2 separate regions of the Acanthopagrus latus genome follow, and region 1 is linked to region 2. A link is a contact called in public Hi-C data. All regions are on one chromosome and are shown on one strand. The core of a region is the stretch at or near the end of the contact, and the rest is flanking DNA. Distances in the headings are between cores, read along the strand shown. Region 1 holds the start of eif1ad (probable RNA-binding protein EIF1AD). Region 2 holds the start of guf1 (translation factor GUF1, mitochondrial).

Region 1 (7,372 bases), core at 3,043-5,542, 150 kb before region 2:
AAGCCACCGTAGCCAGTCTGATTATTTGAAAGCCGATACTTTGAGCCAACCAACCAAACAATACTAACTGCCAGGTTTTCTTTATCAAGAGAATACAATAATACAGTACTTCATATAAAAATATAAAATCTGTCACGGAACATTAACCATCGTGGCATATTTTGCATCACTTTGACTGTACTTGACTGGAATAAGCTGCAAATAAAGACAAAGATGAATCAGTCACACAGACATATATCCTTGGGCGCCATTTAGCTCAGTTGGTCGAGCAGGTGGCCCATATAGAGGCTTCGTCCTCGCTGCAGCGGACCCGGATTTGACTCCTGGCCTGGGGCCTTTTGCTGCATGTCACTACTCCCGCACCACACACACACACACACCCCGTTGCCTGTCATTTCTTGAGCTGTTCTACAAATAAAGCCATATAAAGGCCAAATATTTTATTTATATATTTATATATATATATATATATATATATATATATATATATATATATATATATATATATATATATATATAAATAAAAAGCATAAATCCAAATTTAGCCAGTATAATACCCGAAGGCGTATACCACTGGATCAGTTGGTATATCGATGCCCAAAGGCTAATACGCTAGATCAACAGGTTCTTATCACATTAAGCAAAAAGCAAAACTGTAAACAGTAAAACTTGTAATGTCAGAAAATATCCCAATGTCTATGCCAGTCATCTTTTTTGTTTATTAGCAGCTTATTCCAGTCATTCCAAGTATAGTCAACGTGATGCATAGTATGCCACGATGGTTACTGTCCCACAATGTTTATATGAAGTATGACATTATTTTGTTTCCCTAATCTAATAAATTAAATTTGTCAGTAAGTATTGTTTGGTTGGTTGGTTGACTCAAAGTTTCTGCTATCAGTTGGTCAACAGTGCCCATCCAACATTCTGTCAATGGCATAACAGTCTAAAGCGGAACATACTGTCATGTGTTGGTGGAATATCAGCACATTAACAGCAGCATACCACTACAAGGATCAGTATACCAGTCTGGGGATGAGCATACGCCGCTGAGCAGCAGTTGACATACCTTTGGCCACTTTTCGATCTTGGCGTCTCTCAAGGTGCTGAAGATCCTAGCCACACCCTAACCCCTCTAACTGTCATTACAACTGAAATCAAACATGACAGATGTGGGTTTAGTATTATTATGCAATACTGTAAATTTTTGACAGATTTATTTTGTCCTATGAAGGAGAATGAGTGGATATAAGAGTTTACATTAACCTTTCCCTGCAAATGTATGTTATTATCTGCATATACAGTTTACCCTAATGTAATGTAGGACTGGCTGCACTGAAGATCAGTTTATAAACATGCTCTAGTGATACATTTTCAGAAAGACACTGAAAAATACATCAGAAATATGTATTACAGAATTTCAAGCATTGTAAATCACTAGTTTCATAGTTGATTTCAACATTACTGATTTTTTGGAGACAAGACTTATTTTTGCTCTATTAACCTGAAGTCCATTCATTCAGCCCAGCCACTTAATGTCTTCAAAAGCCTGTCATACAAGAACTGCAGAGGGAGCTGTTGTATGAGGAGCACCAGTCAGATTTCATGATCTCCACAGCTCAGACTCACGACTGTCCACGTATTCAGCTCTGCCACTAGGAGCCATTTCCTGTCCTTTCGTCTTTGACATGATCCTGCTCCTCACTGTCCTCCTCCTCCTCACTCTCGCTGTACTGGTAGTTACAGCGGTTGGTGTTTACAAAGAGGTCACTCTCATCATCTTCAGAGTCACTGACATCCTCTTCCTCATCTTTCTCCTCCTCCCCCTCTTCCTTTTCCTGATGTTTGCTTATCTTGTCCTGCTCTGACGGCTCCTCCATGAAACCCTCTGGCCTGAGGATGGTGAGAAAAACAAAGACAATACACTCATTATACTTAACAAAATGATACTGGTTGTGTGATGTGTGTCTACAAGTGTGTGTTTAGACTCACCACTGCTGTTGTTTTTGCAGGTTCTGAATGTGATCTTTGTACAGAATGAAGCTGATCTCAGCCTTCACCTTCTCTCCTTCTTCAATGGGATCCACAATCACATAATCACCTAAGGGATCAGAAAGGAGACAGATTTTAAATGTGAACCAAAAAATAAAAGGTCATTTTTAATGCAGAAAGATTTTCATTGTCAGTACTTACAAATATCTCATAACACTAAGTGAATGATATAAGCAGCTTCTTCAGAAATCATGACAACACATCTATTCCCTTGAAAAAGCTGTAGACCGGTTTAACACAGGGTCAAAAATATTGCATGCACAGACATTGTGGTAGCACGCATGTAAGTACTACAAACTTTGGAAAATCTGTTGCTGGAGATGATATCAGTAGGCCAATGAAAACATTATATTTGATGGATGATGAAGAATATTTTAGAGCCCCTACTAATTGAAAGATTCTGTTATTGAGTGGTACGCATCACTACAGACAGTATTTCAGCATTTATCGTCTTCCAGAAATAAAGTCTGCTATTCACAAACATTATGCCTGATAAAAAATTTGAAAGGGAAATACACTTGGCAGGTTAATCCACAGAAACTTGTTGTCAGGTGTCCAGGATGTGACTATTTTGGTCACACGTGCACCCAAAAATCTGGCAAGTGCAACTAGACAGTTTCACTTGTTGCATCAGTAAACCTGAAATTCAATAGTATGTTGTTTGTTTTTCACAACTAAAATCATTGTTGTTAATGTATCATTGGGTGCACCTAAACTACTCAAAATGAGTTTGGGACATCGGGATAGTTTAGTGTTAGTGTTGATTGCTTATTCTGTGACATATCTGAATTCTTATTTTGTGTTTAGTGGGTTAGAGTTAGTTTTTGGTCCCAACAGAAAGCATGAGACACATTTCATTTGACTTTCATTGTATATCTATGCACATACATTTATGTGGCCATATCCCAGTAACCCTACCTAATTTTAAGCAGTGCAAGTTGTCAGCTAGAGCACCTAGATGAGAAAGTTAGGCACACCATTGCAACCAGGGTGAAAAATGAGTCTGGAGGCCTGGTTTTGACTACTGACGTCAGTGTTTAGATGTTTGAGCTGGCTAACTAACACTGAATGGTCTCTGTACTAATCTGTAAAACTTAATCTCAGCATCCCATCAGAAGTTACCTCTCTTGATCCAGATGTTCTTGCGGAACTTGGTGGGCATGCTCACTAGGAAAGTCTCACCCTGGGCCGTGACAGCTTCATGGAGGTTGTTACCACGGCTACCAGTGACCTACAAGTGCACAGGTACAGGATGGAGATACATTCGGGACAATGTTTCAGTGTCTTACTTACTTGTAATACGCAGGCCATGAACAGCTCACCTTTACAATCTGCTGGTTCTCTGTGGGCATGACAAAATCTCCAAGAACCTCCTTGACGACATGTTTGCGTTTAGTGGCCTGTGACATTATTAAAGGTGGGCTTCTGGTTCCTTCGCCAGCTGTAACACAAGAGTGTGGTGATGAAGTGCATAAACAGCAGAACACTAACTGAGGCCCTATATTGGAAGTTCAGCTGTTGTCAAGTGATGACACATTGAGGAGACAATTGACCAAAACGAGAGATTCGCGGAACCACAAGATGAAATGCCGCGTTAAATGCCAGACTCATTAAAATTGGGTTAACGATAGTGAGTAGTTAGCTTCAGTTAGCAACATTTATCAAACTTTTACTATCTCGTTGATGTCAGTGATCGCTGGACGAAGACAGTGGCTTCCGTCGCCTCAGCTGCATATAATTAACTAGAAACGTAAGTAATTAACTATTCCCTTACCAAAGTAACAACACTACCAAAGTTGGTCGTTTCTGTTAGCTGACTAAGCTAACATTAGCTAGCTATCTCAAACTGTGTCCCTACGCTCAGCTCAGGGAGCTACATTAGCGGGTAACATGCTAACCTTGAGAGAGAGAGAAACAAAAAATGTGTTACTGGGAAGCTTGACAGCAGCTAAAAAACACTTTCGAAAAACACACGTTGCAATGTTTTATCATTAAAGCCGAACCACATGCGTCTCTGTTTTCTGACGACACTAAACGTTGTACTTCCGAGGACGAGTGTTCCACCATTTCAAAATAAAGCTCGTCTGTTTCTCTTTATCTTCGGACTAAACGACCCTGCGATGGCCAGAACTACACTTAACATTTCAGATGAAGAAATGAGATTTAGAATTGAATTTTGTCACTTCGGCATCATTTGCTATTTCCTGCCTGACTAAAGTCATCCGTTTATTTAAAAAACAAAACAAAACAAAAAAAAAGACCCAACTACTTTTCCCCGTTTCCCCGACTCTTGTTCTTCCGTGTTAGTGCAGTAGCATTGTGGGAAATAGAGTGTCTCTCAATTTGGGCAACATTCAAGACTAAATCGCTCAATGACGCTGCTGTTCTCATATAACTCATGTTGGTATCATGGGTATAAAACATGCTTACCTTTATGGATGTCAGCGTTAACATTTCAGATGTTTTTAAAAAACAAAAAATACATTAAAAACTATCGTTAAATTCTCATTTAAACTACAACTATGTGTCCCATCACTGTAATAGCTGTGCATGTCTGCATGTAGTTTCACCTGACATTTCATATACATATCTGTCATTTCATTTATTAAATACATACTGTGGTATATGAATAAAGGTTTCATATGGCGAACAAAGTCTTAATAACATACATTAATGTAGCATTTGTTTGTTTTTTATTAATCCAGTTTAACTTTTCAGTTTAATTACATGTAAGATAAGAACACCACATCCAAAGAATAGGATTCCACACATTTTTATTCCACCTTCTTTCATTCATTTCTGACAGTTTTGACAATTTACTTGCAGTTAAGTAGTAATGTGCAGACTAATGTCAGGTAAAACCCCTGACATTAAAAAAACAAACAAAACAAAACAAAAACACTCAAATACTACATAGCATTAGCACGAGCACTGGTAAAAGGAACATCCAAGTGAGCTGACAAGACACAAGTCTGACTGCAATTAGTGCATATTCTTCATTGAACATGAGCTGTTACTGGGAAAAAGGATGAGTTAAAACCAATACTGCCTAAAACACAGCAATCATCATGACCTGCATATCTAATGGAAAGAAAAGAGCACATAAAATCTACTAATTACTATAAAATTCTGTGCAACACAAGCTTTATCAGAGCTGGTATGTTTTGAGAAAATTGAAATGATGGCGTGAGGTATGAAGATTGAACACTAGACTGGTTTAACGGAAAAGCAACATCAGTAGGACTTTATTTATGTCTTATAGTGATCATCATGCAGCCTGGCTCAAATGTGTGTGTGTGTGTGTGTGTGTGTGTGTGTGTGTGTGTGTGTGTGTGTGTGTTTGCGTGCGTGTGTGTGTGTGTGTGTGTGTGTGTGTGCGTGCGTGTGTGTGTGAACATATGTCATTTGTGGTTTAGTTGACTACAGCAGATGAGCACATCTTGTTGATCCCACAGGCATTAGACCCCCTGTAAAGGTAGTAGTAACCCTGTAAGAGAGACAGCAAGAAATGAACACATGGACTCTCACAACATCACATGAGTAGCAACAAAGTAGGAATGGAACTTTATTGAACTATTTCTTTACTTTTCACCAAACGCTTTGGTTTAATACAAAGTTGCAGTGAGTTCTGTACAGTATGGTGCAACCCATAAGTACAACACAAGGCTGTATCACTGCGTTGAAACATCTTTTTGACAGCTGATAGAGGCGGAACTTGGCTCAAATGCTATTGACACAGATTAATCTGCCAAACTGATTAATTTACAAACTTTTATGATCACTTATTATTTACAGACTGTTTAGGTCTTGCTGTGTTGAATTCAGTAGAGCACACTGACACATATTAGGGGCGATGTTACACTACAGACTGATTTGTACTTTTCATCGTGTAATACAAGATTTTCAGGTGATACCTTTCATTTTAAAATCAGTTTAGTTAGTATGTCTGTTTTAAAGAAAAATTCTGTCTTATTTTTAAAAAAACATTTAAGTCTCTCTTGAACTCAAAGAGTGTTAATATGTTGGGTTGTCTTACCTGTTCTCCATAATCCTCTCCCCAGCTGTTTTTGATAGCCCAGAATGGGATACCTTTACCTGAAAACACAGAAAAATTCATACAGTGCATTAGCTCCATCCTAATTCACAAAAATGATCATCCGTCAAAAAAGAAGAACAATTGTAATAAAACAATCAGAGGATAATAACAACACACTTACGTTCTCCGTATCCCACCATCAGCACAGCATGGTCGATCATCCAGGGGTTGCAGAAGATCTTCAAAGGGTGAGATACACCCTTCCTGTAGAACTACAGACAGAAACAGAATACATTTTGACATAGTGTTGAATCTTTATTTGTAGTTCTCATGGAGGTGAAGCATGTGATATAAGTATACTTGTATATAAGTATGTCAGATTCTAGTGATTCAGCCATTGCTGTGGTGGTCTAAACACTGTAGCAGTGATGAAATGCTTACCTGCATGGCGAAAGCATTCAGAGCAACAGAGATTGGACCATTTTCAGCCAGCCAAGCTGCAATTTCTGAGGAGATCAAAGAAAACAAAATAAATCAAATCTAGTTAGAATGTATGTATCGTAAAATGAACACCCATCTATCTACTCTATAAATCTGTCGTTGAAATAGGAAATGACAGTTTTGCGGAGTTATTAGTGTTAATTCATATATTCCCATCAGTGTCTCATCACTCTTAAGACTCTTTTACACATACTGTAGTTCCCTGTGAATTAGTGGCTAGCCAACCTAACTTCCACTCTTCACATATGCATCTACATTCAGGAACATGACAATCATTGTTAGGGAGAGTCCATTTCCCTGAAATGTTACAAGGTCAGGGGGAGGGAAACTAGCAGTACAGATTTCCCTGAATATCGATCCGTGGGTGCTCACACATGACCTCATGCAGGAATTGCTGCTGATTGTGAGAAAGGGGCTTTAGATCCAAAAACTTCTTAGTGTGTGTTTTAGTAAGAAATGTTGTCTACATATGTGTAAGCTTTCTCCTCTTCCAATTCTTTTTCATTCCCTCTCTATTCCCTCAACCCACTCACCCTTCTCATCTTTGGACAGCTCCACAGAGCTGTTGATGTAGGCAGCCACCTTCCCACTGGTGAAGTCGCACCTCTGCTTGTGCCCGCTGTAGGAGTAATCAGCCTCTGACTCAAGACCACCTTAATACACGAATAAAGATTAAAAGGGTTATGCCATTTAAATAAATGACTGTAATGTCCTGAGAAAAAAATGAGGATTGAAGCTTAAAAAGTTTCAGAATGATTGCACACATCACTCGTCCTCCGCCAC
Region 2 (7,500 bases), core at 4,385-6,884:
ATAAGAAAGAAGATATATCTTACTATGTCCCCTAGGTTGGATGCCTATTAGGAAAAATGCATTTCTGTCACAACGAAGCACTTGGAAAGAATCCAAAATGCTCTTAACTTTTGTGTAGCTACACTGCTGAGTGTCCACACTTTTGTTTTCTTTCCATCACAGTGTATGTAATGCCTCCTCCGTTGTGCTCCGTTGTGCTCTGAAAGCCATTTTTCATTTTAATTCAAAGCAAGTCCTCCCAAACCTCCAGCCTGCTCCCAGGGCCAGGCTGCTGTCTCTATGCACTGTGACACTTGAGTCATTCAGGGTCAGTCTTTCTATGGCGCTGCGGAGGCCTGGGTACTCTGACTGGTCCATCGGATACATGCCTGAGGGACAGGAAAACAAAACACAGAGTGCACATCACTCTTTTCATCTCCTGAGAAGGCACTGACTGCACTTACTGTACTAGCCAGTGAAACACACACGGAAGGGGTTTTATGTTTGACTACATGTCAAATGATATTGGAATATCCACCACTGATGTACAGTTATATAACAAGTAACTTATGTTGTTATGCAGAACGGTATCCTTAATTTCAGCTCTTATCACAGTTCTATCTGACAACATGAGTCGATTGCATATGAGGACACTCCCTACCAGCAAAGACCATGGCTTTGGCAGGTTTAAACCCTGGAAGAGATTCCACTGGCTGCTCCTGGAGGTACAGTGTGTCGCCAATCTGGGCCTCCTTCACATCCTTCATCCCTGCTATTATGTAGCCCACTTGGCCTGCAAACCTGCAAAACAATCGAAATATGATTATTCTTACGCATCAAAATACAAAGGCAGATTTCTTGTATGTGAAAATCTACTTGGAGTCTTATTCTGAGCTACAGTAAAATTCCAACAGTACTAAAAGTTGGATAGTACAGTAAACTGGCTTGGTAGTCAAAGGCGGCTGTAGAGGCATTGTTCTAACTACATTTAAAACATGTCATGTATTATCACAAATTTAGGTTATTCTACATGTTGCAAAATAGTGGCTTTAAATGAACTTTTCCTGAATCTGCATCTACAGACAAGGGTCATTCCCGCTTCAACTCACCCAGAATTCAGAGCTTTTTGCAGCTCATGTCATGGATTTTCACAAAAAAATGTCATGTAAAAACATCTTTTGAACCACGTAATCTTGCAAAATCATTTTACTCTAATACTTTTCTAAAAACAAAAAAGAGACAGGTAGTTTCCAAGAGCTAAAATTAGTTCTTCATGCACTTTAAAGCAATGTTTACATAGGTAATGGTAAACATTAGATCAAAAACAGATTCTATTTTGAGTTAATGTGAAGTGAGATCAAAAATAGAATAACAGAGCATCTGGAAATCCTACAGTTTTGTTTGCCAAAAAAATTACATAGTGCACCTCAAATCATTAATTATTTAATTCATTAATTGTGTGACCCTCAGAGCTAAATTGAATCATTTTCTTGATTCTTTGTCTGTGTATTCTCAGTCAATCGTGCCACAATATATTCATTTCAATATTTGTTACAGAATAGCTACATTAATCTACTTGATGACAATAAATATTTATTTTTACCAAAACAAAGAATCTTTCATTTTCAAAAATGAACACCTCTAAATTTTGAGTGTGGTATTAATGTAGTTTTATCATATCTAAGAAGTTATTTGGTCCTGTATATTAAACTGAATGCCACAGATGTTATTAAACATAGCTTCCTGGCTGAAAAACTCACTTTTTAATAACTGTACATTTTCCCAAGAAGGATTGTTTAACAACCTTGAAGCTTTTTAATGTGTTGATATTCATGTTGCATTACTCCTTCAGTTATATTTTTTGGAAAATAGCTGATACCTCCTACTTTTTACCGGGTATACTGTTACAGTCAGTGGATCTCATTCAGTGACCTCTATTATATTTCATGCAGTGTGATATTCATGCATTTGATCCAAATAGCCTTCAACAGATACATAAACAAGCATCCGACTGTTTTCCTTTCTCTACATAGGTGTTATAAAGATTACCCATTAGAATACCACTCAATCAATAAAAAAAATACTATACAGTATTTAAGGATGCGTTCCAATTTTCTTTCCTAATTCAAAGATATTTAGTTTATTATCAAAAAAGACAAACTAAGCAGCAAAGTCTCACTACTGAAGAGCTCAAACCAGCATGATTGGCATTCACCGTCCACAGTGAGAAATGAAACGAGGATAAAGACTGTCACGTACAGCTTCTGTGTGGGGAGCTCATCTGGCCGGAGGAGCCCCAGCTCGTTGACCTCGTAGGTTTTGCCGAGATATGCAGACACGATCCTGTCCCCTTTTCTGACCCGACCTCCAAACAAAGCGATGTTGGCCACCACTCCTCTATAGTGGTCAAAATTGGAGTCAAATACGAGGGCTTTGAATGGGTCATCGACACTTGCTGCAGGTCTGAGGACACAGTGATGAAAAAAAGCTTAACTTCTATGTTTCAGATATGTTTTAGTGAGAAATTAAACCAGATTAATTTTCTTACGCTGGAATTCTGTTCACAACTGCTTGGAGAACTTTTTCAACATTTGTTCCAAGTTTGGCAGAAATCTGAAAAAAAAGTTAGATTGCAAATTAAGAGAAATTTCTCAGATAAGTGATACTGAAAACAGAAAAAAAGCTCTAACTCACCCTGATGCACTCTTCACGTGGAATATCAAACACCTTTTCAATCTGTGACTCCACTCTCTCTGGATCGGCATTTTTCAAATCGATCTACAGAACACATTAAATTAGAAAATAAATTTGGAAATATTAGAATTAGAAAAACAACGTGTGATTAAACTAAAAACAACTTAGCCTCAGTGTACCTTGTTGATGACAGGGATGATTGCCAGCTGAGCCTCAAAAGCCAGATAGAAGTTGGCCACCGTCTGAGCTTGAACCCCCTTTGCATGACAACACAATTATTATGACTCCTTCAGATACAGTATTTAAATTTGATCACAAATCACTGAGAAAACCAGGAGTTAGAAATTTGGTTTTGTACCTGATTGGCGTCGACAATCAACAGGACACCTTGGCATGCAGAAATGGATCGAGACACTTCATAACTGAAGTCAACGTGACCCTTCAGAGAGGAAAAGCCATAGATTTAAAAAAAACTGAAAGACATGGCAATGACAAAAAAGTTTCAGTCAACTCTTACCCACGTTTGAAGTTAGATTTCATTTTGGTCTAATGTTACAGTAATAAATTAATTTTAGATGAGGGAGCTGATTCTCTAAAGCAGAAATCTGCGACATGCAACTGTCCTGCAACAGGATGACCACGAAACAATGATTTGAGCTATTCCACATCTGAAATCTATTTTAGAGCCACAGAGAACTCCCAGCAGTGACAACATGAATGAAAACAGTGAGAAAGCAAAGCCGTTAGGTGGAATTACAATCTAAGTGGAGGTAAGGATATGCAGGTTCAAACAAAGTCATACAAACATTTGTAATTATACACTTTTTCACCCAGAAGCACCAGACAGGAGCGGTGCACTTGCCGGTGTGTCGATGAGGTTCAGGAGGTACTGCTCTCCCTCATGGCTGTAAAACAGAGAGGCCGTCTGGGCCTTCACTGTTATCCCTCTCTCTCGCTCCACCTGAAGCTTGTCCAACACCTGTTTGTTCTTCTCAGTCTTTGCTATGGCACCTGTTTGTCAATGGCATCCATTAGTGACACATTGTGTTTACTGTAATCTATCTATTAACAGATAATATACCTGCCAAATCTGATTTTCGGTAGTGTCCATTGTTGGTCGTTTGTGTTTGTGTGTGTGTGTGTGTGTATTAGAGAGAGAAAGACAGATGCAAGCTCTCATAGCAATGTCATTAACAACTATGTGGATATTAACAGTCACACACAGATCACAGTGTCACTTATCCAGCTGAATCAAAATAAATTATTATTATTATTGTTATTATTGTTAATATCAGTATGTTTCAGACCAATGCCTATTACACTTTATAATAACCATCATTGATACAGGGTTAATTTGAAGTTAATCAAACTTGACTTAAAGGGATATTCCGGTGTAAATTTAATCCATGGTCTAACACACCGTGAGTTAGACCCCCCCGGAGAAATCAAGTTTTCCGACCGCTAGCTTACGTAGTTTTAGCAACCTAAGAAAACTGAGGTGTATTGTTATCCAGCGGTCTTTTCTTCTTTTTTTTTTCTTTTTATTAAGCTAAGTTTGATCAACTGTTTAATTAGCATTTATTATTGATGGTTATTTAAAAGTGTTTTTTTATTATGTAATTTAATAGGTGATATGCGATGAGGAAACATACCTGTCATCTCCAACAGCCTGTCAGCCAAAGTGCTTTTCCCGTGGTCAATATGAGCAATGATGCAAAAGTTCCTGATTCTGTCTGCAGGGAACTTGGACAGGTCAATAGACTCCTTAACGCAAAAGGAAAGAAACCTGTTAATGTCTATGACAGCCACTTCAGCACTGCTGAATTGTTACAGTAACCTTCTTTAACACACAAAGTCTGTCTATTTCTATTTGGGGCAGGTACAGAGCCATACATGGCATCATCATTAGGCTGTTAACTGTTTAATGAATATTAAGTTTCTCAGCGCTTCTCAACCCTTCAGTTTACTTTCAGCCTCTTTATGTACACAGTTTCTGACACTACAGAATTCAGAGACACCTAATTTTCCAAACTAATGCTGTTAACACGTTACCTGAAGCTATGTTTTAAGTTTTGTTGTTGTTGTTGTTGTTGTTGCTGATGTTGGCTACCTTGTCTGTGTGTGTGCTCATCATCCTGACGCTGCTGGAGAACACAGGCATCCTCTTCATCCACCGGTGTCTGAACAGCGTGTAGGTCGTGTTGTAGTTTAGTATTTTCCTCCTGTACATTTTGAACTGTAAAACACGTCTTAACAGGGGTGTTTCACACCATCGTCTCACTAAAGAGAACGTCATGTTTTCCGTTAAGCTACCAAGTCAGTAAGTCACCCAACAGTATGAAGGATAAACAACGTTAGCTGGGGTTAGCTAGCTAAGCTAGCTGTGAAATACCTCCGCACTGTAATGAATTAACTCCGGGCTATCGCCACATTGGCGGACCATTGTTGTCCTGTCACGACGGTAAGAATACACGAATGTTGGAGGTAAATAGTCCTGTAATCACCCCGGTGCGTGAGCTGCTAGGGTGCTGACATTTTGGGTGACAGTTCACCGGCAAAGACTTCTGGGAAATGTCGTTGATTTCTCGAAGCGGAGATGATGAAAAGAAACAAGATAGTAATCTACAACGGCTTCGGTTTTCTTTGTTAACGGTCGGAGCAAGCGAGCAAATTATTTCGAATAAACTATTATACTTTTGCTCGTTAATGCAGCGTAAATGTGTCGCAACCCTAACAAACGTTGCTAAGATAACTGCACTGCTGTCACTCGTTTCCTCCCACTGATTATTTTAAATGACAGCCTGTGTCTCTGGTAGTGCAGCCGGCTATTTACAGCTACGGTTAGTCAATAACCTGAGTGCCTACAGTTGGAATTATTTAATGTACAGAAATTAACACTTGAAACAGCATTGTGAAGCATGTAAGGAGGATGACTATCTTCATGTAGTCTAATTATCTTTGGAAATGCCGTAGCAGTCGGAAGTCCCGCCCACTCAATCTGTCAGATGTAGGATAAAAATGGATATCAGTTGCTATGACAACAAAGCTACCTCTTGCACAAGAATAGATGACTGCTTCTCTTCTTTGTGCAACCAGAGATAATAAAGCTCTATTAGCCCCAGCTTCTGCCTGTCGTGTAATCATCTTTTCATTAATAAAGAAAAAAAAATGTATATATATTAAAAAAATGTATATATTGCACACTGGGGAGTGTATTTGAGTCACAGGGCTAAGCATCAGCTTTCTTAAAGATAATACAATCCAGTCTCACAGGTCATTCCACAGCACTACCTTTCTACTAGCCTCCTTTTCTGAAGGCATTTCCCAGAGTCCTCAGTGACTTGCATATTTATCGATGTCTGCAAAATCAGGCAGATTTTCAACTCATTACCGAAGTACTCCATTTGCTCTAAGATGACATTCGGATAATACATGTTTTATAATGCAATATGACAATATTAACGTATTACACTAGGCTAAACTGTGTGAAAATATAAAATGACATCAGATAATGAACCTGATAATAAAACTTAAAAATGTGAACATCATTAAACATCATTCTATATGAAATGTCCTATAATCCAAATCCTTTATATTGATTCCAAATACAACATCTCTTCGGCTTGGCTGCTTGGCTGCTTGGCTTAGCTGTTCCCAGGGTATCATTTTGAATATTACAGGAGTGCACTAGCCCTTCTCCTGTCACTGCAATGAAATAAATCCAATTTAGATGTCACATTTTTAAGTCACCGTCCAATTTAAAACTGTTGCTTTAAACTACCACAGATTAAATTTAATTTTCATTCAAGAAAATGAAGTGAACTGTAGAAATATATACTGATATTTATTCTGGCAGCATCCTCTTAATCAGTTTCCCCTTGCTAGCTTCAGGAGGACACAGGATTTAGGGACCATCAATAAATGCATTTGTTTAAATGATATAATACTGATGTTTTTGTAATACCTTCCTGCCAACTTGCCCTTAAATAGTAATTAATTTGTCTTTCACTTTCACTTTCACTTTGACAGGTCGAGTGTGATGGCTGTGGTAAGATGGTCAGTGGACAGCACAGAAAATAAATAAAAGGGCATAAAATGTAAACTGTATATATGGAATGACATATAAGAGAATATTATGAGAATATAATGTTTGTAAATTTTTATATAAAACAGAAGATGTGCTTTAATCTGTGAAGAGGATGTTGGTCCTACGCGTACAGTGTAGTAATTATTTGGTATTGATTTGAAGTCCCCAGGTCACACCGTATGGAAGATACTGGAAGAAACTGCCACTATTTTCTGACAAAATACTTGTGTAGAAAGGGTTTACACAGCATATTACACATTTACCACAATGTCTTTAAAGCAGTTTTTACTAATATTTGTATTTTTCTGATATTAAACACACCATGACTCCTCTTGTGTCCTTGCGTGCTCCAGTCTGACACTCTGAATACATTTGAAATTATTATGAAGATATCTAGACACGCATGTAAGCAGCCCCGCTATTTGGTCCTCCTAGACACCTCACATCCATCAGTATCGATTTCTGTCAGGCCGCAGCCTCTGAGCCGATGAGCAGGGTCAGCGGTGGATTGAGGAGATGGAGCTCAGAGACGGGCAGACCTCACACTGGGGCCTGTGCTGTGCAACGCTTGAGTGGTGGAAAGATGAGGCCAGAAAATGAAACTTCAGCGAGCTTTGCATTACAGCTCAGTGCCACAGGGCTTTTTTGTGGGCTTTACCACACACTCGTAATGATAGTCCCTGGCAGCGTAGAAACATTGCTTGACAGCATCCTCTCCTGCTGAAGAAGGGCTGAGCTGG

The links. Hi-C and Micro-C count contacts between places; a contact is called where the count stands out from the background.
Region 1: a Hi-C map of muscle shows a contact between it and region 2, with 3 times the contacts expected there. The contact joins the promoter of eif1ad here to the promoter of guf1 in region 2. A contact is called at or near these places in 3 of 4 Hi-C or Micro-C datasets (liver and muscle).

What each region holds. Positions count from the first base shown.
Region 1 is chr18:12,703,503-12,710,874 of fAcaLat1.1, reverse strand. It overlaps eif1ad (probable RNA-binding protein EIF1AD), which reads right to left and starts at 4,292. Exons shown (of 5, transcript XM_037077948.1): 1 at 3,951-4,292; 2 at 3,375-3,493; 3 at 3,175-3,283; 4 at 1,993-2,101; 5 at 698-1,893. The coding sequence starts at 3,461. The coding sequence ends at 1,656. ctsf (cathepsin F) reads right to left here. Exons shown (of 14, transcript XM_037078082.1): 10 at 7,123-7,242; 11 at 6,530-6,594; 12 at 6,270-6,360; 13 at 6,089-6,147; 14 at 4,810-5,539. The coding sequence ends at 5,465.
Region 2 is chr18:12,559,064-12,566,563 of fAcaLat1.1, reverse strand. guf1 (translation factor GUF1, mitochondrial) reads right to left here and starts at 5,634. Exons shown (of 18, transcript XM_037078080.1): 1 at 5,066-5,634; 2 at 4,784-4,953; 3 at 4,326-4,437; 4 at 3,536-3,684; 5 at 3,032-3,112; 6 at 2,853-2,930; 7 at 2,674-2,757; 8 at 2,528-2,592; 9 at 2,239-2,442; 10 at 641-780; 11 at 245-368. The coding sequence starts at 4,903.